Linked DNA regions of Mus musculus: region 1 is linked to region 2. The links are chromatin contacts, called in public capture Hi-C maps. All regions are on one chromosome and are shown on one strand. Each heading gives the region's core, a stretch centred on a gene start, on an enhancer-like site or on the middle of the called end of the contact. The rest is flanking DNA. Distances are from core to core; before and after follow the strand shown. Region 1 has its middle 34 kb from the start of Gm42346. Region 2 has its middle 38 kb from the start of Aadacl4fm5.

What was found. Capture Hi-C pulls out chosen DNA fragments and counts their contacts.
Region 1: a contact with region 2 is called in a capture Hi-C map of embryonic stem cells, with 5 times the contacts expected there. The contact joins two enhancer-like sites. A contact is called at or near these places in 1 of 115 datasets of contacts at active chromatin or transcription factors (embryonic stem cells) and 1 of 9 other capture datasets (embryonic stem cells).

The regions. Positions count from the first base shown.
Region 1 is chr4:145,376,082-145,380,646 of GRCm38.p6, reverse strand. No RefSeq gene overlaps it. Among named protein-coding and RNA genes, the nearest start is that of Gm42346, 34 kb to the left of the region's middle. Within about 2 kb of position 3,021, at least 8 of the 459 cell types and tissues checked have an H3K27ac peak or open chromatin away from gene starts, as enhancers often do. A contact at or near this core is called in embryonic stem cells, where this site is marked.
Region 2 is chr4:144,822,528-144,827,004 of GRCm38.p6, reverse strand. No RefSeq gene overlaps it. Among named protein-coding and RNA genes, the nearest start is that of Aadacl4fm5, 38 kb to the right of the region's middle. Within about 2 kb of position 1,989, at least 4 of the 459 cell types and tissues checked have an H3K27ac peak or open chromatin away from gene starts, as enhancers often do. A contact at or near this core is called in embryonic stem cells, where this site is marked.

The DNA.
Region 1 (4,565 bases), core at 1,772-4,271, 550 kb before region 2:
GTTTTCTATTTATTTATTTGTGGTCAATGTTGTATCTTTTACTTAAGAAACAATTTTTTTCTCACTTGGGGATGAAGAACTGCCTAGGTGGTTAGGAGTGCTTGCTGCTCTTAGAGTATCAGAGTTCTGTTCCAAGCACCTACATGGTGGCTCACAATCATTCATTATCTAGGTTATGGAGAATCTAGTGCCATCTCCTAGTCCATGTACCAGTACATATACATACATACAGGTGGTACCCCATGTACCAGTGCACATACATACATACAGGTAGAAAACTCATACACATGAAATAAAAAGAAATGTATGTTTTCACCTAATTTGTATTTTCATTATTAATATCAAGAGTAGAAAAATGAATAATTGGTTACTTATGGTTCTGGACAGGTTATTAAAGAAGAGTGAATCCCACCAGAGAATGGGCTGTTTAGAATATGGCAGGACAATTTGTCCTTTAAAGACTCTGTCTATCTGTATATTATTATAAGGGATCCATATGCCAAAGTGCACAACTGGAGGTCAGGAGACAATGCCCAGGAGTCAGTTCTCTTCTCTATGTCAGTCCTGGTCATCAAACCTGCTTGAACCATATTGTCAGTACAAGAATTCTTTTTTGTTTGTTTGTTTGTTTTTGTTTTTCGAGACAGGGTTTCTCTGTATAGCCCTGGCTGTCCTGGAACTCACTCTGTAGACCAGGCTGGCTTTGAACTCAGAAATCTGCCTGCCTCTGCCTCCCGAGTGCTGGGATTAAAGGTATGCGCCACCACGCCCGGCCTAGTACAAGAATTCTTATCCAACTTCCCTCACTTCATCTGGGGAAACTCTGTCCCCATCGAGTCTATCACCTAATGTCTGTCTCCTCTTGTTGCTGGCAGCTATCATTCTTTCTGTATCTGTGACTTTAACTAGCAATATCTCTCCTTAACTGACTGGCTTATGCCCCTGTATATAATGTCATTAAGTTTCATCCATGGTATAATATGTCAGAATATCCATAATACCTTTACTTCCTGGAAAAAAATAAGTTTATTAAGTACACAGGCAGGGTGGAAGACTAGATAATAGTAAGACTACAGCACACAATTTTTTTTCAGAACTTCTTTCATATTTGGATGTTAGATAATATTACAATTTGCAAAACAAATGAAACTCAAGAATAAGGAAGACCAAAGTGTGGGTACTCCATTCCTCCTTAAAATGGGGAACAAAATATCCATGGAAGGAGTTACAGAGACAAAGTTTGGAGGTGAGACGGAAGGAAGGACTATCCAGAGTCTGCCCCACCCAGGGATCCATCCCATAAACAACCACCAAACTCAGACACTATTGCATATTCCAGCAAGATTTTGCTGACAGGACCCTGATATAGCTATCTCTTGTGAGGTTATGCGAGTGCCTGACAAATTCAGAAGTGGATGCTCACAGTCATCTATTGGATGGAACACAGGGCCCCCAATGGAGGAGCTAGAGAAAGTACCCAAGGAGCTAAAGGGGTCTGCAACCCTATAGGTGGAACAACAATATGAACTAACAAGTACCCCCCTCCCCCCAGAGCTTGTGTCTCTAGTTGCATATGTAGCAGAGGATGGATTAGTCAGCTCTCAATGGGAGGAGAGGCCCTTTGTCTTGCAAAGATTATATGCCCCAGTACAGCGGAATGCCAGGGCCAGGAAGCAGGAGTGGGTGGGTTGGGGAGCAGGGCGGGGGGGGGGGGGGGGGAGGGTATAGGGGACTTTCGGAGAGGAAACTAGGAAAGGGGATAACATTTGAAATGTAAATGAAGAAAATATCTAATAAAAAATTAAAGAAAATAATAATTATGCACGGAGCTGTTCCCAGGTAGCCTTGATGGACTTCAAATATATATATATCATATATATATCATATATATATGATATATATATATATCATTGTAGGACAGATTAGTCCATATTTTGTTTAAACAGCATTTATTTTATTTCCTATTCTTTTCTTTTGTAGAAGCCAGTGTTGAACTTGACATCCTGATCCTCCTGCCTCACTCTCTCCATTGCTGGGATTACAGGTTTGGGTATATGCCACTGTACTAGATTACTTGTAGTGTGTGTGTGTGTGTGTTTGTTTTCCTGTCTCTTATGAGTTCTTTATGAAACATGCATTGCAACATTATTTATTCTAAAACAAGTATTCTGTGATGTTTTAAGAATTCACATTTTGGTTTAACCTAAGGTTCTCCTCTGCCTGACATTTGTCTTGTGCCACGTGCTCTGGTTGAGTCAGCTTGACAAGCCGAGAGGCTTGAAAGCTACTCTCGAGGCAAAAGAGTTTCACGGAAACTCGCTCCTGGAGTCTGGCGTGCTCTCTAAATTTTCCATTCCCGAGTTAGTCTAGTGGATGGATCCACGTGCTCTCTTTATTATAAGTGCCTTTTAAGATTAAATTCTGACATAGCTAAAGCCTTCTGCCAGTGTTCCAACAGTCTTAGAACGTCCTTGAGCTAGACAGTGACATTCAGAATAGCCTCTGGTATTACACTATCAATAAAAGCCAAGTCACTCCCATATACAGGAATTTACAATGGTTTAGGAAGTAGATCGGGCTGTGGTTTTAGAGTATTGCATTATTCATGAGATGGTTAGCTAGAACGGAACTCCCTAGTTAGAACCATGACTTGGGTGTGAAAGCCCTTGCCCTAAGAGAGTAAAGACCTCACACCTGGCTTCTAAGACTATAGCTGAGTTACACCCATACGCACGTTTTTATAATGGCCTAAGGGGAAGGTGGACTATACAATAGACTAAAATAGGAACTATGGCAAGGGCATGAAGCCCTTGACCCTGGCTTCTAAGATTAAGCGAATCTTAGGAGGAGCCCTTTTTGATCCCAGTTGTTAACAATGAATTCTATCCCAGGTGGTTCCTGTTAGACCTTCTGTGTTTGCATTCCTGTTTTATGTAAGAATCCAGTAACCTCTTTGTACCTTGCTGGTGTGTCACCCAACTTCCTTATTATCTTCTGCATAAAAAGTCTGATGCTCGATTTGACATTACATTCAGATCTAATACAGACTCTCCTGTGTGCGTCTGTTTGTCACTCATCCGAAGCTTAGCCCACCCGCGACGAGAGACCCGTTCCACGCAGACAAAGGGGCCCAGAGGGCCTGCAGCAGTCTTGCTCTGTGCATTTCAGCCTAAATAGGGAGAGCACATAGTGGTTTCAGAAATGCTCCTCCCAATATTGTGATCTTGAGTATATTGTGTGACATTCAGAGCTGCCTTTCATCATCTACATCAATGACAGTGAAAGTTAAAGGAGACATTGCAGTCTCTGTTTAGAATTACAACCGCACGACTGGCTATTGAGCACTAATTCACTTCACCTTTCTATGGCCACAGCCACCCAGAGTTCTGCAGATTTTACTCCTGTAGTGTCTAAAGTGTTTGTCCTCATGATCCCCTGGGTAGGTCCTGAGCTGGAGTCTCTGTCCAGCATCAAGAATGAGAAATGAAGCCAGAAATGGTGTAGCATACATAGGAGGATCTCTTGAGTTTGAGGCCAACCTGATCTACAGAGCAAATTCCAGGACAATCAGGATTTCAGAGAAACCTTGACCCAGACATCTCATGGCTGGTGACTCTCTCTCCTTCTGAAGCATGGTGAACCTTCTTTCCTCCTCCTGCATCTCTCACCCTACCTATGGGAACCTAGAAGTCCCACCTTTTCTGCCCAGACATTGGTTGCTAGCATCCTTATTGATTGATCAAAAATCAATTGGGAAACAGGAACTTCTGTGTTCACAAGCACATTCCCTTAGAAAGCATCAGAACTACTCCCTCCAGAGAAGAGTGATGAGCACAGCTTGAACTGTACCCCCACACCCCCACAAGTATGTCCAAGGTCTAAACTTCACAGCACATGACTGTATCTGGAGGCCAAGTGTTTAGGATGGTATGAAGATAAAGGGATGGCTCTATTCCAGTAACATTGCTATCTTTTAAACAGGGAACTTTGGCAATGTACAAGCACCAGGAGATTATGTGGGAATGTGTGAGAGGGTGGCTATCTGGAAGGAGAGAGACCTTCAGAAACCAGACCACCAGTACCTGACATTGGACTTCAGCCTCCAAATCTTGGAGCAGTTAGATTTTACTTGTGTAAACATGCCAGTATCTAGTGTTGGGCCATATAGCCCAGGCAGACCAATGGAAGCTACTCCAGGCCCACTGCCCCTGGTGTGAACTGCTTGAGAATAGATCTACTTTCATGTTCAGGATGAGACATCTTGGCTGAGGAACAAATTCAAATACATGATTCTTGTGTGTTTTGTACACATGCATCTGTGGAGGAAAGGTTCTAAAACACATTCCAATAAGGTGGCTCTTCTGGTAAAAGTGCTTGCTGCACAATACTGGTGGTCTGAATTTGGTCCCTTTGAACCTCTTAATTGAAGGAGAGAGCCAAGTCCTGCAAGTTACCCTCTGACCTCCAAATTCATGCCATATACCCATACAACCAGAATGATAAAGGATAGATAGATAGATAGATAGATAGATAGATAGATAGATAGATAGATAGATATAGATAGA
Region 2 (4,477 bases), core at 740-3,239:
CCTAGACCACATCTCCCATGTGGCCACCCATGTATCTTTTCCTCATTGTGCTGCAGCCACTGGACTGCTCTGTAGAGCAGGCATACTGAGATGCTGATCTATTGGGCTTCTTGTTGCTTGCTTAGGCTCAAAAACATTTTGGAAATCTGAGGCAGAAGGTATGGCAGTGTCAAGTGAGCCAGTGCCCCTGGACAAAGATAAAACAAAACAAAGGCACCATCACCAAAAAACAGGAGTAAAACCAAAACAAAACAAAACAGACAAAATAAAACGCTCCTTAGTAGTAGGCATGGAAAAAGGACAAAAGTATGGTGTTTCAGTCCTTTGCCCAGTGATGCTGAGTCAGTGGGTTTGAATAGCCTGAGTAGACAACAGGCAAGGGTTCCCAGTCCTCCTATGTGCCGGCAGCTGTGGATAGACAAGGCTGAGTTGGGAATATATTTAGCATGTTCTGTTCTAAAAGCCAAGGCAGCATGTGGTACCCACTAACTTTAAAAGGGTTCTATCCTAGAACGTAAGATGTACTGTTCCATTGACTAGCGTGTCCATCTAGCCTTCATTTATCTCCTAGTTGACATAAATATATGAAATTATTAACACTCCAGGGTTGTCATATCTTTACTTTGTCCATTTTAGATTCACAAATCTTTCAGGTTCTCAGTTGGCCTTACTGGAAAATGCAATGATGTAGAAAATGAGCCTTAAAGTCTACTGGGATTGATGTGTGGCTGGGATTGATGTGTGGCTTTGTCCTAGCAGAGCTGGCAATCCTCACTTCAGAGGAATTGAGGCAGATATCCATGCCAATCATGGCAGCTTCTGTCCCTGGGGCTGCAGTTGGATGTGGTATGCTGATCATGGCTGCTTTGGACTGTGTATTCTCTTGCAGATAGTTATCATAATCTGTGCAGCTGCCTGGCCCACAAGACAGACTCAGTGGAGGTGATGGTAGGGTGACTGACTTGAGTAATTATTGACTTATATATGCCAGGGTGTTGTTTGGCATGATCTGGGTTACTTTAGCTCACAGAAAGGAGCTCTGACCTCTGCATGTTTTTGTATGTACACATCCTGTGTATACATAGGAGGTCAGAGTTATCCAGGAGTTGACAATAGCTTATTCACATTTCACATGGAGTGTCTAACATCTTAGTCCTTTAAAGAGTCAGTTGCTTTTGTTTCTCTAGTGGTGGCCACTGCTATCTCTATCCCCTTTATGTCTCTCTGCTGTTGAAATCTACTGCTGTTGTCAGCACTGCTTTTATGTTACCCCTTATTGCTATTTTTGATGATTTCCGTATGTTCCTGTCATGGACACTGGAGAGTCCTCTTGAGTCTGTTATCACTGTTCTCAAGGCTTCTGGTTTCTTCCATGGTCCAGTCATCGCCATTGTCTAACCATCAGTGGCCCTTGTGGCTCTACCATTGTCAAGTCTCAGCTCTACTGTGGTTTCGACCTCTTCTGTCACTGCTACCAATACTTCCTTCTGGTGACCTGTTTAGATTGCTCTACAAAGGCAGGCAGGAAACAACTTCTAGTGAGAGGCTGTTTGAGTCTAATGTTGCAATCCCAGGAGACAGCTAACATAGAAAGATGCCTCCCAGCTGACTCATAAAGTGAGCACAATAGCTTGCTAATCTAATCAGAAAGATATTGATCTCCAGCATCAGTAGGCATTTATACAGAATTGTGTTTATGAGAAGCATTATATTGTCCATGTTGTGCCAGGCTAGAGTTCCTCTGTTGTGGTAAATATTATTTGGGAGTTTCTACCCCACCTTAGACCATTTAGTTGCCAAATAAAGCAAACAAAACTTTTCAACCCTCTTTGCTAGTTTGTCTACTTGCTTATCAGTAACCCTGAGATATCATTTGTCCTGTTCTACCTAGGCCACTCCTACTCCAACAGGCCAGTTCTCAAGGCCAGACGCTCACCACCTACCTCCCTCATAATACCTTTCTCCTTCCTCTTCTCCTCTCTCTGTGATCTTTGCCTCTGACCTTAACCCAGGAACTGAAGCCCCTCCTATCTCTTTTCTGCCCTGCTACAGGTGGTAGACAACTTTATTCAATGAATAGTTTTAAATTCAGAAACAAAGTTTGCACAACAAAAGCTGGCATACAGAAGAATTCACTCATTGTGCAGCAACTAGACTTTGGAATACAGAATTTAGCATCGTAATACATAGTAACAGACCAAACCTCAATGGCCTCTGATGTTTCTTTGGCCTCAAATTGCAAGGGCAGTCTGCTTCTAATTGTTTGAGACACTTTTGGCTGTGGCTATGACTTGAAGAGCTAGAGTGGTTTTAGAGGCAAGTGGCACAATTATTGTGTAGCTTTCTCAATGTTTGTATGTTGTTCAAAATGATCAGTACTGGTATAAATTTAGCTGGCCATTTGACTAACAGTCATTTTCTCAAAGGAGCCCCACAGAGGAGTCTAAGAGCTCCCAGTTAAGGAGTTCAGTTGCCTTATCTTCTAACACTTTTACTTCAGCACTGGTAAAATAAACATTAGGAAAAAGGCCTTATTACTAAGACTAGTATCAATTTAGCATGTGTTTAGTGGTAGTTTTAACAATGTTCACCATGCTCCTAGTACATCAGGGAGAGATGAGCCTGGAACATGAGACCAGCAGGGTCCCAGTGGCCAGTTTTGGTTCTTTGCTGGTAGTCCAGTTTTCTAAGACAGCATCTTTGAACTTTCTGGATTCTGTGCACAGTGTGCTCATTTATGGAAATCATCGTGTGGGTGGGAATTGAGAATCCTGGCTTCCCTGAATCTCAAGGCTCCTCAAGTTCATGTAGGGAAATTGAGGGTTGTCATTTTCACTTGTTAGGATCACTGTGAGGATTGAATCAGGTTTGTTCTCCTTTGTCTCCTGTGACCTAGTTGCAAAGAGGCATGTTGTGTTTTGTTGGGAGTGACCTTGTTAGAACGTTAGCTGCTTTGCTTGCTGGCATAAAGTCCTGGCCTCTGTGGGAAAGTACTAGTCCAGCTGAGTACAAATAGACATAGATCCTGAAGTCAGAGGAGAACAAATAGCTATAAATCTTGTGCATAGGTAAACGGTTTACCCAGTCAATATCCTGTTCCTGGGAACAGGTGCATTACCCAGAGACAAAGCAACCCCCCTCTACCCCCTTCCTGCTTCTATGAGTATATAACCTGTGTGGGAAAAATAAAAATCTGTCAGCTTGATCAGGATATCTTGTCTTGCTGTCCATTCTTTGTGTTTCTTGTCCCCCATTCTCTTCTAGGTGCCCCTCAAGTCCCTGTTCGACTGTCCTGTGGGTCAGTGCAATCTGGTGCCCAGAATGTGGGGCTCCCCGGGGATATCTGAGGAAGAGAACGCTGCTCACTATTGGAGGGTAGACATACCCACTCATCTCAGGAAGTGCCAGAGAGCAGCTTCAGTTTGACATGATACCATGGTCCAACCCACGGTGAGACAGACAATCTGGGAGAGAGAACATCATGCAGTGCAGATCTTAGGAGAAATATAGTAAGACATGGGACAAACATTTTCTAAGCAGTTGCTTTTTGCGACAGGGCTCAAGGACTCACTCAAAAGCGGAGGAACTAGGGTTAAGAAAATGGATTTGAAGAAATTTTTAGATTTTGTGGGAGAGATTTGTCCATGGTTTCCCCAAGAGGGGACGATTGATGTAAAGAGGTGGCACAGAGTTGGTGATTGTTTCAGAGATTATTATGAGCATTTGAACCTATAAAAATACCTGTTACAGCTTTTAGCTACTTGTCTCTTATTAATGATATTCTTTTTTTTTCTTTCCATTTTTTATTAGGTATTTAGCTCATTTACATTTCCAATGCTATACCAAAAGTCCCCCATACCCACCCACCCCCACTCCCCTACCCGCCCACTCCCCCTTTTTGGCCCTGGCGTTCCCCTGTTCTGGGGCATATAAAGTTTGTGTGTCCAATGGGCCTCTCTTTCCAGTGATGGCCGACTAGGCCATCTTTTGATACATATGCAGCTAGAGTCAAGAGCTCCGGGGTACTGGTTAGTTCATAATGTTGATCCACCTATAGGGTTGCAGATCCCTTTAGCTCCTTGGGTACTTTCTCTAGCTCCTCCATTGGGAGCCCTGTGATCCATCCATTAGCTGACCGTGGGCATCCACTTCTGTGTTTGCTAGGCCCCGGCATAGTCTCACAAGAGACAGCTACATCTGGGTCCTTTCGATAAAATCTTGCTAGTGTATGCAATGGTGTCAGCGTTTGGATGCTGATTATGGGGTGGATCCCTGGATAAGGCAGTCTCTACATGGTCCACCCTTTAATCTCAGCTCCAAACTTTGTCTCTGTAACTCCTTCCAAGGGTGTTTTGTTCCCACTTCTAAGGAGGGGCATAGTGTCCACACTTCAGTCTTCATTTTTCTTGAGTTTCATGTGTTTAGGAAATTGTATCTTATATCTTGGGTATCCTAGGTTTTGGGCTAATATCCACTT